2 separate regions of the Sus scrofa genome follow, and region 1 is linked to region 2. Evidence: chromatin contacts called from public promoter capture Hi-C data. All regions are on one chromosome and are shown on one strand. The core of a region is the stretch at or near the end of the contact, and the rest is flanking DNA. Distances in the headings are between cores, read along the strand shown.

Evidence for each region. Promoter capture Hi-C pulls out the DNA fragments that hold promoters and counts their contacts.
Region 1: a contact with region 2 is called in a promoter capture Hi-C map of fetal skeletal muscle, with 6 times the contacts expected there. The contact joins the promoter of ADCY7 here to the promoter of SNX20 in region 2. A contact is called at or near these places in 3 of 5 promoter capture datasets (fetal liver, fetal skeletal muscle and liver) and 1 of 2 datasets of contacts at active chromatin or transcription factors (alveolar macrophages).

What each region holds. Positions count from the first base shown.
Region 1 is chr6:34,584,925-34,591,000 of Sscrofa11.1, forward strand. It overlaps ADCY7 (adenylate cyclase type 7), which reads right to left and starts at 1,460. Exons shown (of 26, transcript XM_021094204.1): 1 at 1,438-1,460.
Region 2 is chr6:34,174,140-34,179,986 of Sscrofa11.1, forward strand. It overlaps SNX20 (sorting nexin-20), which reads left to right and starts at 2,614. Exons shown (of 5, transcript XM_021094194.1): 1 at 2,614-2,850; 2 at 5,238-5,345.

The DNA.
Region 1 (6,076 bases), core at 210-2,709, 410 kb after region 2:
GGGGCAAATGCCTCCTGGGTTCTGCCATCAACACACCGCCCCCTCCCCTTAACTGGGAGGGGTCCGCTCACTGCTGCCTGTGACTAGACTGCTTCCAGCCCCAACCACTGGTCTTGCCCTTAAGGCAGGCTTCTCCCTTTGAGTTATTTTTTACTTTAAAGACTACATGGCCTGTCCAGGGGCCCCTGCCTCGCGCGAGTTCGGAAAACCGGACAAACCACCCCTCTTTACCATCCTAAGCCAACGGGCGGTCCCTCAGAGTGGTCCAAGGGTGCTGGGCCCGGGGGGACCCAGAGCCAGGTCCCACGTGAGGTCTCAGTCTTGCCACCTGGAGAGTGGGGTTGGGCCCCCAGTTCCTGCCAGGTGGGGTCCTGTCGAGAAGCATCTCCCCGCAGTACCTGAGGGAGGGGACAAAACCCAGCCCAAGCCTGGGCCAGAGAAAGAGCAAGACCGGGAAAGGGGGAGTGGGCGGCCCGCCGGTCCGGGGAGTTGGCCGGCCGCGCGCCTCTCCCGCGATCCAAAGGCCAGGGAAGGCAGGCCGAGCCACGGGCCCGGCTGCAGCCGTCCCGGCCCACACCTAGCCCTCCTCCCGGGTGCCGGCCGCCGGGCGCGAGGCGCGGAAGCCGCAGATGCCCCCACGCCGGCGCCCCGCCTCGCGGGGATCTGGAGCCCGGCCGATCGGCGTATCCCCGGGGCCCGAGCCGCGGCGCCAGCCCCCTCCGCCCGCCGGCCGCGCCTCTCCCCGCCGGGGCCGCCCGCGCCCGCGCTCACCTGCCGCCGCTGCTCCGTTCCCGCTCCGGCCGCCGCAGCCGCCGCCCGAGTGGCCGCGCGGCCGCGGGCGGGATCCAGCTGCGCGGGCGGGGGCGGCGGAGCGGCCACAGGCGCCCCCGCTGGCCGCCCGGGCCCCGGGCCCCGGGCCCCGCGGCCGGGAAGGCGGGCGACCCCGACGCTCCGGCCCCTTTGGGGCCCCGTGTGCCACCGCCCTGCCCGGTTTTCAGCAGAAAAGGCTGCAAACGCACAAACATCCCACCGCCGCCGCCGCCGCCGCCGCCCGCCGCCCCGCGCGCGTGGAAGCGATCGGCCAGGCCCCCTCGGAGCCTGAGCAGGAAACAGGACGTTTTCAAAACACGTTTTCTTCCTCAAAGTCACGCACGTGTTTGGACGCGCCAGGTGCAGCCCCACCCCAGAGGGCAACACTTTCTAGCAAACTCTCAGCTGTTTCTGCTCCTGGTTCCCACCCCATCCCCACCAGGAACGCCTGTTTCTAGAAGGATCTAGTGCCCTCCTGGCAAGTTGAAGGAAACTTTGGTCGAAACCTACTGTCTCATTCCGGCCTTAAACTCCTAGAGGGGCGGGGGGCGGGGGAGAGCCACCCAGGCACCTGCTGCCAGTTGGGTCTATTGGCTTTCTTCTCTGGCACCAGGAAGACCAGCCCACCTCAGAAAGTAGGTGTCACCTCGTCCTGATGCCGCTCACCGCTGCCTACAACCCAGGGTGGGGCCCCAGAGCTGGCAGAAAAAAAAAAAGAAAAAAAAAAAAAGTCTGTCCTGTTTCCGAGGCACCCAGGCTGGGAGAGCTAGAAAGCCCTCCTCTGAGTCACCGCTGGGAGGGACAAAGGAAGCGGACTGAAGGAGTAATCAAGACCAGGAGGGCTTTCAACTCATAGACTCTCATGAGTTTTTCCTTCCCTACCTGTCCAAAATTCCCTCATGCCCACGGTGGCATCCAGGCAATCCCACTTTGTTGAGAGGAACCACGTGAGCATCTGTTATACCCACTTGTCAGGTCTAACCTCAGAGGCCCCAGCCAGAGCTGCTCAGCAACGATTCCCGGGAATCAGCAGTTTAACGAGCCTCCAGGTGATCTGACGACAAGCAGATAGATGAGCTCTGGTCTACTTGGAATCCTGAGCCGGGTGGCAGCTTACCCCAGGGGGAAGAGACCCTGGATATGTCACAGCATGACCACGCAGGGGCACTAGAACCCAACACAGAGGCCACCTACTTCGGAACTATCAGGAGGAATCCGGTGATGGGTTTGCTGGAAGGTGAAAATCTAATTTCCATCCCAGATGGAAAGATCCAGCTGAGACTTCTGGAGTCAGCAGCAAGCCCTCTCTGGTCTCCCAGAGACTGGTTAGGCACCTCCTCTGGGTTCCCACAGCCTCTGGGCATCTGGATGGTAGCCCTTGGCCCTCCAAGCTGGAGCCCTGGCAAGGTCACTGGTGCTTCCGAGGGCTCACAGGGGAAGGTCTCCCCAGTAGCTGGAACTTGCCTCCACTGGAAATGCAAAGCACTGCAGAAAGTTACCTTCGTGGCTCAGCAATAACAAACCCGATTAGTATCCTTGAGGCCGCAGGTTCCACCCCTGGCCTCACTCACTGGGTTAAGGATCCGGCATTGCTGTGAGCTGTGGTGTAGATCACAGGCACAGCTCGGATCTGGCGTTGCTGTGGCTGTGGTGTAGACGGGCAGCTGTAGCACCAATTCGACCCCTAGGCTGGAACCTCCATATGCCAAAGATTGGGCAATAAAAAGCGGAAGAAAGGAAGGAAGGAGAGAAGGAAAGGAGAGAAAGAAAGCACTGCAGCCTCCAGTGGGTGGGCACACCTAACCCTTAACAGAGCTGCCTTGGGAACTGTGCCCCGCCTACCTCCTGCAGCTCCTCCCACTCAACCACCCAGAAGCTGAGGAGACCCACCTGTTTGCCCCAAGGCCTCAAGAACAGCAGGTGCCTCTGCCCTGTGGCAGTGACGGTGACAGTGTGTTCTGCTGGCCCAGGTCAGCCCAGGAGAGGGACATTTTGCCCTGGGCAAGGGATGGCCCGGCTCTGGCTTGCAGCTCAGCTCTTTCCCTCTCTGCTGGTCTCTCCACACAGTGCACTAGAAGCCTTCAGCCCTTTGTGGGGGGTGGGGGGGGAGCGATGCTATGACTTCCCACCCTGTCATGTATGTGTCATCTTGGTGCAACTCTATGACCAAGCCTCTTGGCAGCAGACCAGAAAGCAGAGCTGGAGAGAGTGAGGCAGGATGCTTGCATCAGTGCCTGCCATTCATTGCCAGGATGGCCCCATGAGTGCTGTGGTCACCTCAGTGGCAGTCGCCCCATCCCATACTCAGTCCTCAGTGACTCTCAAACTGTAGCCAGATCACCGCTGGATCACCCCGAGGCCTGGTGAAAAAACACACACTGCTGGGCCCCACCTCGAGTTTCTATGCAGCAGCTCTGGCGTGGCTACCAGGAGTTTTACCTTCCACCCAACTCCCAGGTGATGCCCATGCTGCTGGTCCTCAGGGCAGCCTGGGGAGCAAGGCCCGAGGGCACCGGTCTCCAAATGCAGCTGGATCCTTCTCTCCGAGATTCTGCTCCTGGGATGGGTCTACAAATATGCGGTATGAAAAAACCCGCATGGAGTTCCCATTGTGAGACCTCCACAGAAATGAACACAACTGGTTATCCATGAGGAAGTGGGTTCAATCCCTGGCCTCACTCGGTGGGTTAAGGATCTGGTGCTGCCGTGAGCTGTGGTGTAGGTCACAGACAAGGCTAGGATCCCCGTTGTTGTGGCCGTGGCATAGGCTGGCAGCTGTAGCTCTGTTTTGACCACTATCCTGGGAACCTCCATCTGTCATAGGTGCACCTAAAAAGAAAAAAGAATAAGAATTGGGGGGGGGGAAGCTTATGTGGGAGTTCCCGACATGGCGCAGCGGAAACGAATCCAACTAGGATCCATGAGGATGCAGGTTTGATCCCTGCCCTCTCTTTGTGGGTTAAGGATCTGGCATTGCTGTGAGCTGTGGTGTAGGTCGAAGACACAGCTCAGATACCCTGTTGCTGCGGCTGTGGCATAGGCTGGCAGTTGTAGCTCTGATTAGACCCCTAGCCTGGGAACTTCCATATGCCATGGGTTCGGCCCTGAAAAAAAACCTATGTGAGTTTCGTGATGGTACTTAAAATCAGAAAGGGAAGGAACGGCTTCTTCGATTACACCCTGTTGAATGAATTGGCTACCCCTGAGGGAAAACAACAGGCCACCAATAGATTTGAGATCTCTGTGTATGAAAACAAACCTTATAAAAGAAGATATTTTAGTAATTTGGGGGTGAAGATGTCTGCCTACGAAACCAAATCCACACGGAATGACTGCAGTTAAAATTTAATGTCAGGAGTTCCCTTCTGGCACAGTGGGTTAAGAACCCGAATGCAGTGGTTTGGGTCACTGTGGAGGCTCAGGTTCAATCCCTGCCCACAACAGTGGGTTCAAGGATCTGGCATTGCCACAGCTGTGGCATAGCTTGCAGCTGCAGCTCAGATTCAGTCCCTGACCTAGGAACTTCCATATGCTGCACGTGCAGCCATGGGGGAAAAAAAAGTTTGAAAAAAATATTGGTTATCAGAAGTCCCCGGTGGCTTAAAAACCCAGTAGGTTAAACCCAGTAGGTTAAAAACCCAGCATTGTCACTGCTATGGCTCAGGTTGCTTTGGTGGCGCAGGTTCAATCCCTGCCCCTGGAACTTCTGCAGGCCCCAGGCACAGCCAAAAAAAAAAAAAAAAAAAAAAAAGTTGAATGTTTCTATCCAGGTGAGCGTTCTCCAAATGCCCACATCTAGGATGTTTCTGGTTTTAATTATCCACTGTGTTGAAAACCTCCAGCGCACATCTGTCTCACTATCTCAGCGTTCTCCACGTGGATGAGCATCTGCCACTGGAAAAGCATCAGCACATGTGGCCTGAATGCATTTCTGTGGTAGGCGACAGTGCAGGGGCCTTGTTTCACTTGTGGAGCGAGAAGAAGATTCGCAAACCTAAAATCAGTCGCTACTACAGAAGCTATGATGCGTTTGTCGGAGCAAACTCAGCCCATCTCTGGAGCAGGCCAGGGAGGAGAGCATGCACGCTTCCTGAGGTCGGTGCTTGTCGTTTCTGTGCCGGGACAACTGCTCCACCCATCACTCCGTGGAGCAGCGTTAGCGTTCCCCGCCAGATGGCCCTTGGCACTTACCCCTCGCCCTCACTCCCTCCAGTAGCACTTGCCATGGACAGATGCCCCCTGAGACCCCGTGGACTGGCTGTGCAGCTACTGATCATTCATTAGACAGGGGGTATGTGTTTCACTGATAAAAAAATGAAACAATACAAAGATATGAAGGACTGGCAACCTAGCCTCTCCTGGATGCCACTCCCTGGGATCTCTGACTCTCGAGGCTTGGGATATACTCTTTTGACACCCTCCTCCCTGGCAATTTCACAAGACTGGCCAGATCACATCATTGTGCTGTACCCCTTAAACTTAGGCAGTGCTGTAAGTCAGAAAATAAGGTGGATTGAACCCGTCATCTACTCCTGCTGCCTCCTTAAACCCACTAAAACAGCACCTGGAAAGGATGTTTTGGTGTGTGTGGCCACGCCCATGGCCTGTAGAAGTTCCCCAGGCCAGGGATCAAACGCACACCACAGCAGTGACCATGCCAGATCCTTAACCTGCTGTGCCATGAGGGAACTCCAAAGGATTCTTTATAAGGCCCACAAAATGGAGAAACTGGAGTTCCTGTTGTGGCTCAGCAGTTAACGAATCTGACTGGCATCCATGAGGATGCAGGTTCCAATCCCTGGCCTCACTCAGTGGATTAAGGATCCTGTGTTGCCGTGAGCTGTGGTGTAGATCACAGATGCAGCTCAGATCCTGTGTGGCTGTGGCTGTGGCTGGGAGCAGTGGCCCCAATTCGACCCCGAGCCTGGGAAACTCCATATGCCCCAGTGCAGCCCTAAAAAGCAAAAAAGAAAGAAAGAAAGAAAAAGAATGGAGAAACAGGGGAAAAGTAAACAGTACGAATTTGGAAAACAAGTGGACCAGTGGTACAACTTGGCAGACATGAGAAACTGAATCTTCCGCTGGCAGGTGGGAAAACGAGGACTTAGTCCCAATGATGCTAGAGTAGGCTCCAAAGTCTTGGAAGGTGGAAGTGCTACGTATCTCAGGAAGTAGGGTAGAGCTCAAGCAAAGGTGGTGAGTTGAAAACCTAAGTAGGTAAAAGTGCCAATCACAGGAGTTCCCCCTGTAGCTCAGTGGTAACGAA
Region 2 (5,847 bases), core at 1,364-3,863:
GCAGATTACTTAAGAAAAGTGACAGAGCAACTGAACCAGGAAAAACTTAACCAACTTACCTCCTCTCATACCCCACACCCAAGCTGGGAGCAAATTCATCAACTTGACCTTCAAAATATATCCATAACATGACCATTTCTTATTGACTCCACCATTCCTACCTGAGTCCAAATCACGTCATCTCTCACCTACGTTATGCTAAGAGCTCCCAGCCAACCCTACTTTTCCAACTAGCGTCTCTTCCACCCCAGCCTCGCCCTGACCTGGTCTCCTTCTCCAAGCAGCCACCAGTGTCCAAAGCTGTCCACAAACAGGCCCAAACGAATGAACATGTGATGCACCAGCATCCTTGGAGCTCTTGGTCCTACCGCCTCTGTGCTTTGCTCACTCTGGGCTCCAGTAGGAGACAATAGGTTGAAAAGCATAGACTTCAAACTCAAGTGAGCCTGGATTTGAATCCCAGCTCTCGATGCCTTTGGGCCAGTTATTTAACCTTGACCTCAGTTTCCCTGACAGCTAAGAGGTTGATGACAATCCACTTAGATCTTGTCATGAGGAATACATATAAAGAATTTGGCACCTAGGAAGTACTAAACACTCTATAATAGGGATTTTATTTATTTATTTAGGTTTTTAGGGCCGCACCTGCGGCAGAGGGAAGTTCCCAGGCTTGGGGTCCAATCAGAGCTGCAGCTGCTGGCCTACACCACAGCCACAGCCACGCCAGATCCGAGCCACATCTGCGACCTGCATCACAGCTCACAGCAACGCCAGATCCTTAAGCCACTGAGCGAGGCCAGGGATCGAACCCACATCCTCATGGATACTAGTTGGCTTTGTTACCTCTGAGCCACTATGGGACCTCTCAGGAATGTTATTTACTGGGCACAGTAATATTCCAGGCACGGCACTCCCATCCATCACATAATCCTTACAACATCTTTATGGAATAGGTACCACTCTTTCTCCCCACTTTTTTTTTTTTTTTGTCTTTTTGCCATTTCTTGGGCCACTCCCACGTCATATGGAGGTTCCCAGGCCAGGGATCTAATTGGAGCTGTAGCCACCGGCCTACGCCAGACCCAAGCAACGCAGGATCCGAGCCGCATCTGCAACCTACACCACAGCTCACGGCAACACCAGATCCTTAACCCACTGAGCAAAAGAAAAACAGTTCCTCAATCCTCCATCATCACCCTTCTTTTTGGGTTAGAAAAAGCATCCCCTTTACCTGCCTGGACATAGGAGCCAGCTTGGAAAAGCAGAGAGGGCTGGATTTCAGCCTCACTCCTGCCCTCTGGAGGTGCTCTGTGCTTCAGACGGTATACAGTGATGGCCCTCAACTCCCACCAAACTCGTCGAAGCTGTTACCTAAACGAACCGATCTCCCAGAAACAAGATGTTTATGTTCGCTGATAATGAAAATTAGATTTTCTTCACATATTAGCACATGCATCTCCATGGATCCTTACACACATCAGAAGGACTGACAGTCCTGAGCTTGTGTGAAGCCCAGGAGGGGCTGAGGTGTTTCCGCACCCCGGTTCCCCCGCTATGTTTCAGCAGATCCACAGCAGTGCCCTGCACCACACTCTATCTGTGACCTTGATATTAAAACTCTGCAGCATTAAGAACTTTTGAGATTTAAAAAAAATTTTAACATTATTATTATTGCTTTTTTTAGGGCTATACTTGCAGCATATGGAAGTTCCTAAGCTAGGGGTCGAGCTGCAGCTGTTGGCCTACACCACAGCTCACGACAACGCCAGATCCTTAACCCACTGGGCAAGGCCAGGAATCAGATCTGCATCCTCATGGGCACTAGTTGGGTTCTTAACCCGATGAGCCACAACAGGTACTCCCGAGATTTTTTTAAAGGCTGTGGAAAAACAAGATTGCCATGACCAAATTTTATTTTGCATTTATTATTATTATTATTTGTCTTTTTGCCTTTGGTAGGGCCACTCCCGTGGCACATGGAGGTTCCCAGCCTAGGGGTCTATTTGGAGCTGTAGCCGCTGGCCTACGACACAGCCACAGCAACGTGGGATCCGAGCCGAGTCTGCGACCTACACCACAGCTCACAGCAACACCGGATCCTTCACCCCCTGAGCGAGGCCAGGGATTGAACCCCCAACTTCATGGTTCCTAGTTGGATACTTTAACCACTGCGCCAGGACGGGAACTCCTTTGACAAAATTTTAAATTACCTATAAACAAACACTTTACCGGTTTGAGTTTTCTTTACCAGACATGTGGTCGACCATTTCTTGTTGAATTTCTCAACAGAGGTGTGTTGGTCTTGGAGTCCTAAGCTTGCCAGACACGGGGAACTGCAGTGAGGAGTTGTTTACAGTATTCAGTCATTTGCCCAATGTGGAATGCTTTGGTGCTGGGAGGATCTTTAATTTAATCTCATGTTGCACTGGGAGAAACTGACATTCAGAGAGCCAAGTGCCCTGCCCGGGTCACACAGTGAACCTCAGCCCCATCTCCATGGTTCTGCCTTCGCCCACTCATTCATTCATTCACAGTTACTGAGCAACCACTAGGTGGCAGGCACTGCGGTGGATCCTGGGGACAGAACCCTGATACCAAGTCCCACCGCAGACAAGGCATTTGAGACACGCACTCAACAAGTAAACACATGAGCGAAACAGTGATGCGTGCAGGCAGAGGGGTCAGGGAAGGCGGTGCAAAGGAGAGGCAGTGAAGCCGAACCCTGGGCATGAGAGCCAGCCGGTCGTGGAGGCAACTGAGCGCAGGGCATGGCCGGCTGAAGGCATGGCCAGGGCAGAGGCCGTGCCGCGTGTTTGAGGAACAGGAAGCGGTGCAGCTGGCCGGTGCATGGTAAGTGATGCTGACAGGCTGTGCAAAGAGGTCAGGAAGGGGGCAGGCTGCAGCTCACTGAGGCCTCAGCAGGGGTCTGAGTTTACCCAGAATGCAGTGAGAGGCCATCCAGTGGTCAAAGGGGTGTGAATTCTAAGAGAGACAACTAGATTCTGAAGTGCCAGCACTTCCTTTCCTAAGTCCCCGGGGTCCCTCCGTGTCCCCTTCTCACCTTCTGGCTTCAGCACTGCAGAGGGGGGAGGGGAACGACACCCACTCCCGCCCTCCCCCGTAGCCCGTGACACGCCTGTTCTTACATGGAGAGCTTTTCCGCTGCATAGAGAACCCTGTCCTGCAGAGAAAAGCCCACACCTGGCAGGTGGCCAAGGGTGGCGACTCCAGGTCCCTTTGGACCAGCTAGGTCCTTCCCATGCAGACCAGACACTCCTGCGCATCTGGGGGGTTTCCAGAGCATCTCCTGCCCCCAGAAGAGGAAGCAGTGGCTTCTACACACTCCTCCCCGTGGTTGCAGGCTGCAGGAAGGGCTGAGCCTGCCTTGGCATCTCGCAGACTCCAGGCTCAGGCTGGGGGTGAGAGAGAAAACTGGAACCTGGAACATAGCAGGACCGGACTCAGAGAGGAGGGGAGCCGGGGTTCCAGCCTGGCTCTGTGCAGAGCCCTCAACGCCATACCACACCAGGCGTTCTGTGTGAATGAGAAATGGCCCCAGCGCTCAAGCCAGCAAACCACAGATACACTATTAATGATGCTCCCCCTGAGTTACACGACTGCATCCCTGACACAGGTGGATGAATATCAGATTCTGCATTGCGCTGCAGGGCTGGGGCATTTGATGGCCATTTCAGTAAAACAAGGCTAGTAGGTGAACATGCCATGGAAAAATCATTCAACCTCATCAACCTCATCCCTTACACCATACCCCCAAAATCCCCTTCGTCTAAGTGCATTACAGAGCCCCGAATGAGAAAGGCAAACTAGAAAGCTTTGTAGAACCACAGGAATTGTCTGCATTTGCACAGTGCTTACTAGGTACCAGCATCATCCGAAGGGCCTTGTGCATCCTAACTCATCTTAAGCCTCACGATGGCCTGTGAAGCTGTTGCGGAAAGAACCATAAAGCACAATAAAGGAGAGAGGCCCACCGTCTCTCAGGTATGACACCCGCAGTGAAAGCAAAGACTAATACCGTTGAAAGCTTTATTTATCAAAAGATCCCCCTCCCCCGACCGGAGTACAAATGCATACCATAGGATGGGGAAAGAAATTGAAAGCATATCTATGCAAATAATCCATAAGGAAAATAAACAAACTGTGAAGAAAATAATCCAATAAAAAAAAAATGAGCAAATGGGAGTTCCCTGGTAGCATAGTGGATTAAGGACCTGGCATTGTCACTGCAGCAGCACCGTTGCTGCTGTGGTGCAGGTTCAATCCCTGGCCCGGGACCTTCCCCATGCTGCAGAGGTCTGTTAGTAGGAAATAAATTACAAAGGAAACAAGGAATGAGCCCCTATCAGAAGCAGGGCTAGGGAGGGGAGGGCTCATAGCTGGGGAGAGACATATGGTGGGCTTGTTGGGGGAGCTGGAGAGGTTTTATTTTTTTAAATTTTTATTAAAATTCCCTCTGCATACCTGCAGCATACGGAAGTTTCCAGGCTAGGGGTTGAACTGGAGCTGTGGCTGCTGGCCTACACCACAGTCACAGTGACGCAGAATCTGAGCCTTGCCTGCAACCTATACCACAGCTCACGGCAACACTGCATCCTTAACCCACTGAGTGAGGCCAGCAAACGCACATCCTCATGGATACTAGTCGGATTCTTTTCTGCTGCACCACAACAGGAACTTGGAAGTTTTATTTTTTGTCTTGTCCCAGCCTACTGACCTCTGGGCCACAAGCTGTGGCAGTGGCCACATATCACAGAACTGCCCAGAGGTCTGGCTTCCTTGGTACTTTCTGTCGGGGCGTGTGGGATGCAACTTCCCCCAGAGAAAGGCACCATATGGAACTATGAGTCTGTCCCACTTTCCCTCCTCCAGGGGCACAGGCTCTGCATCCCACCAGCTCGCTGCTCCAAGCCTCAGTTTCCCCATCCGTCAGTGGAGCCACATGGCTCTGGCTATGCCCAGCTCGCTCAGGTAGGATAATGAACATTAAAGGGCTTTGGGAGCTAAAGTCTGAGAATGCCAGAGGTTGTCAAGGTTACTGAGGGTCCGCCAGGTGGCTGCAAGGCTTTGGGTGCAGAGGTTCCGGCCAGCCCCCGCCCCTGCCAAGTCCCGCCCAGCCTCACGCTATCTGTCCGTTGAGTTCACTGCCGTCTGTCATCAGCCAATGGGCTGAGGCGACCAGGCGCCGGTGGAGCAGCCTATTTCCTGTTTTCATTCAGGGGAGCTTAGCAAAGTTCCTGCTCCCAGAGCTTGGAACAGAGACCTGAAGAGGCCGGGTGACACCCCTCCCAGACCCCTGGACGCGCACAGGACCAGACAGGCCTCAGGTGAGTGTTTGATCCCAAGCTCGGGGGGGGGCCTCTGTCCACCTGTGGCCTGAGCCCCCTCCGCCCCCTCCTCCTGTGACCCTCCCTCAGTACCTCTGGGAGTGGGGGGGCAGTGGGAGGCAAAAGGGTTGGTGACAGCCTCTGTACGTGCCCCCTCCCCCAGCTCATTGGGGCAGAGCAGGGAGCAAGTAGCTTCCTGACCCTCCATTGCCTCAATTCCTCTTGAAGTTCCAGAAGCTTCTCTAACCCCTCTTAAGCTTGAGGAATAATTCACCACACCTGGGTTTCTCAAAAAGTGGGGCCAGGGGAGCCCTGTATCAGCATAGCCCGCAGGATGTGCGGAAAATGCAGAATCCGGGGCTCTCCCCAGGACCTGTTAGATGGGACTCGCTGATGCTGGGAGCAGGAAGTCTGCTTTTGACAAGCCCTCGGCACCCAGCCCCCACCCCCAGGGAGGCTCTGATGCACCCATATTGGGGAGCGTGCCCTTCCAACGGCCAGG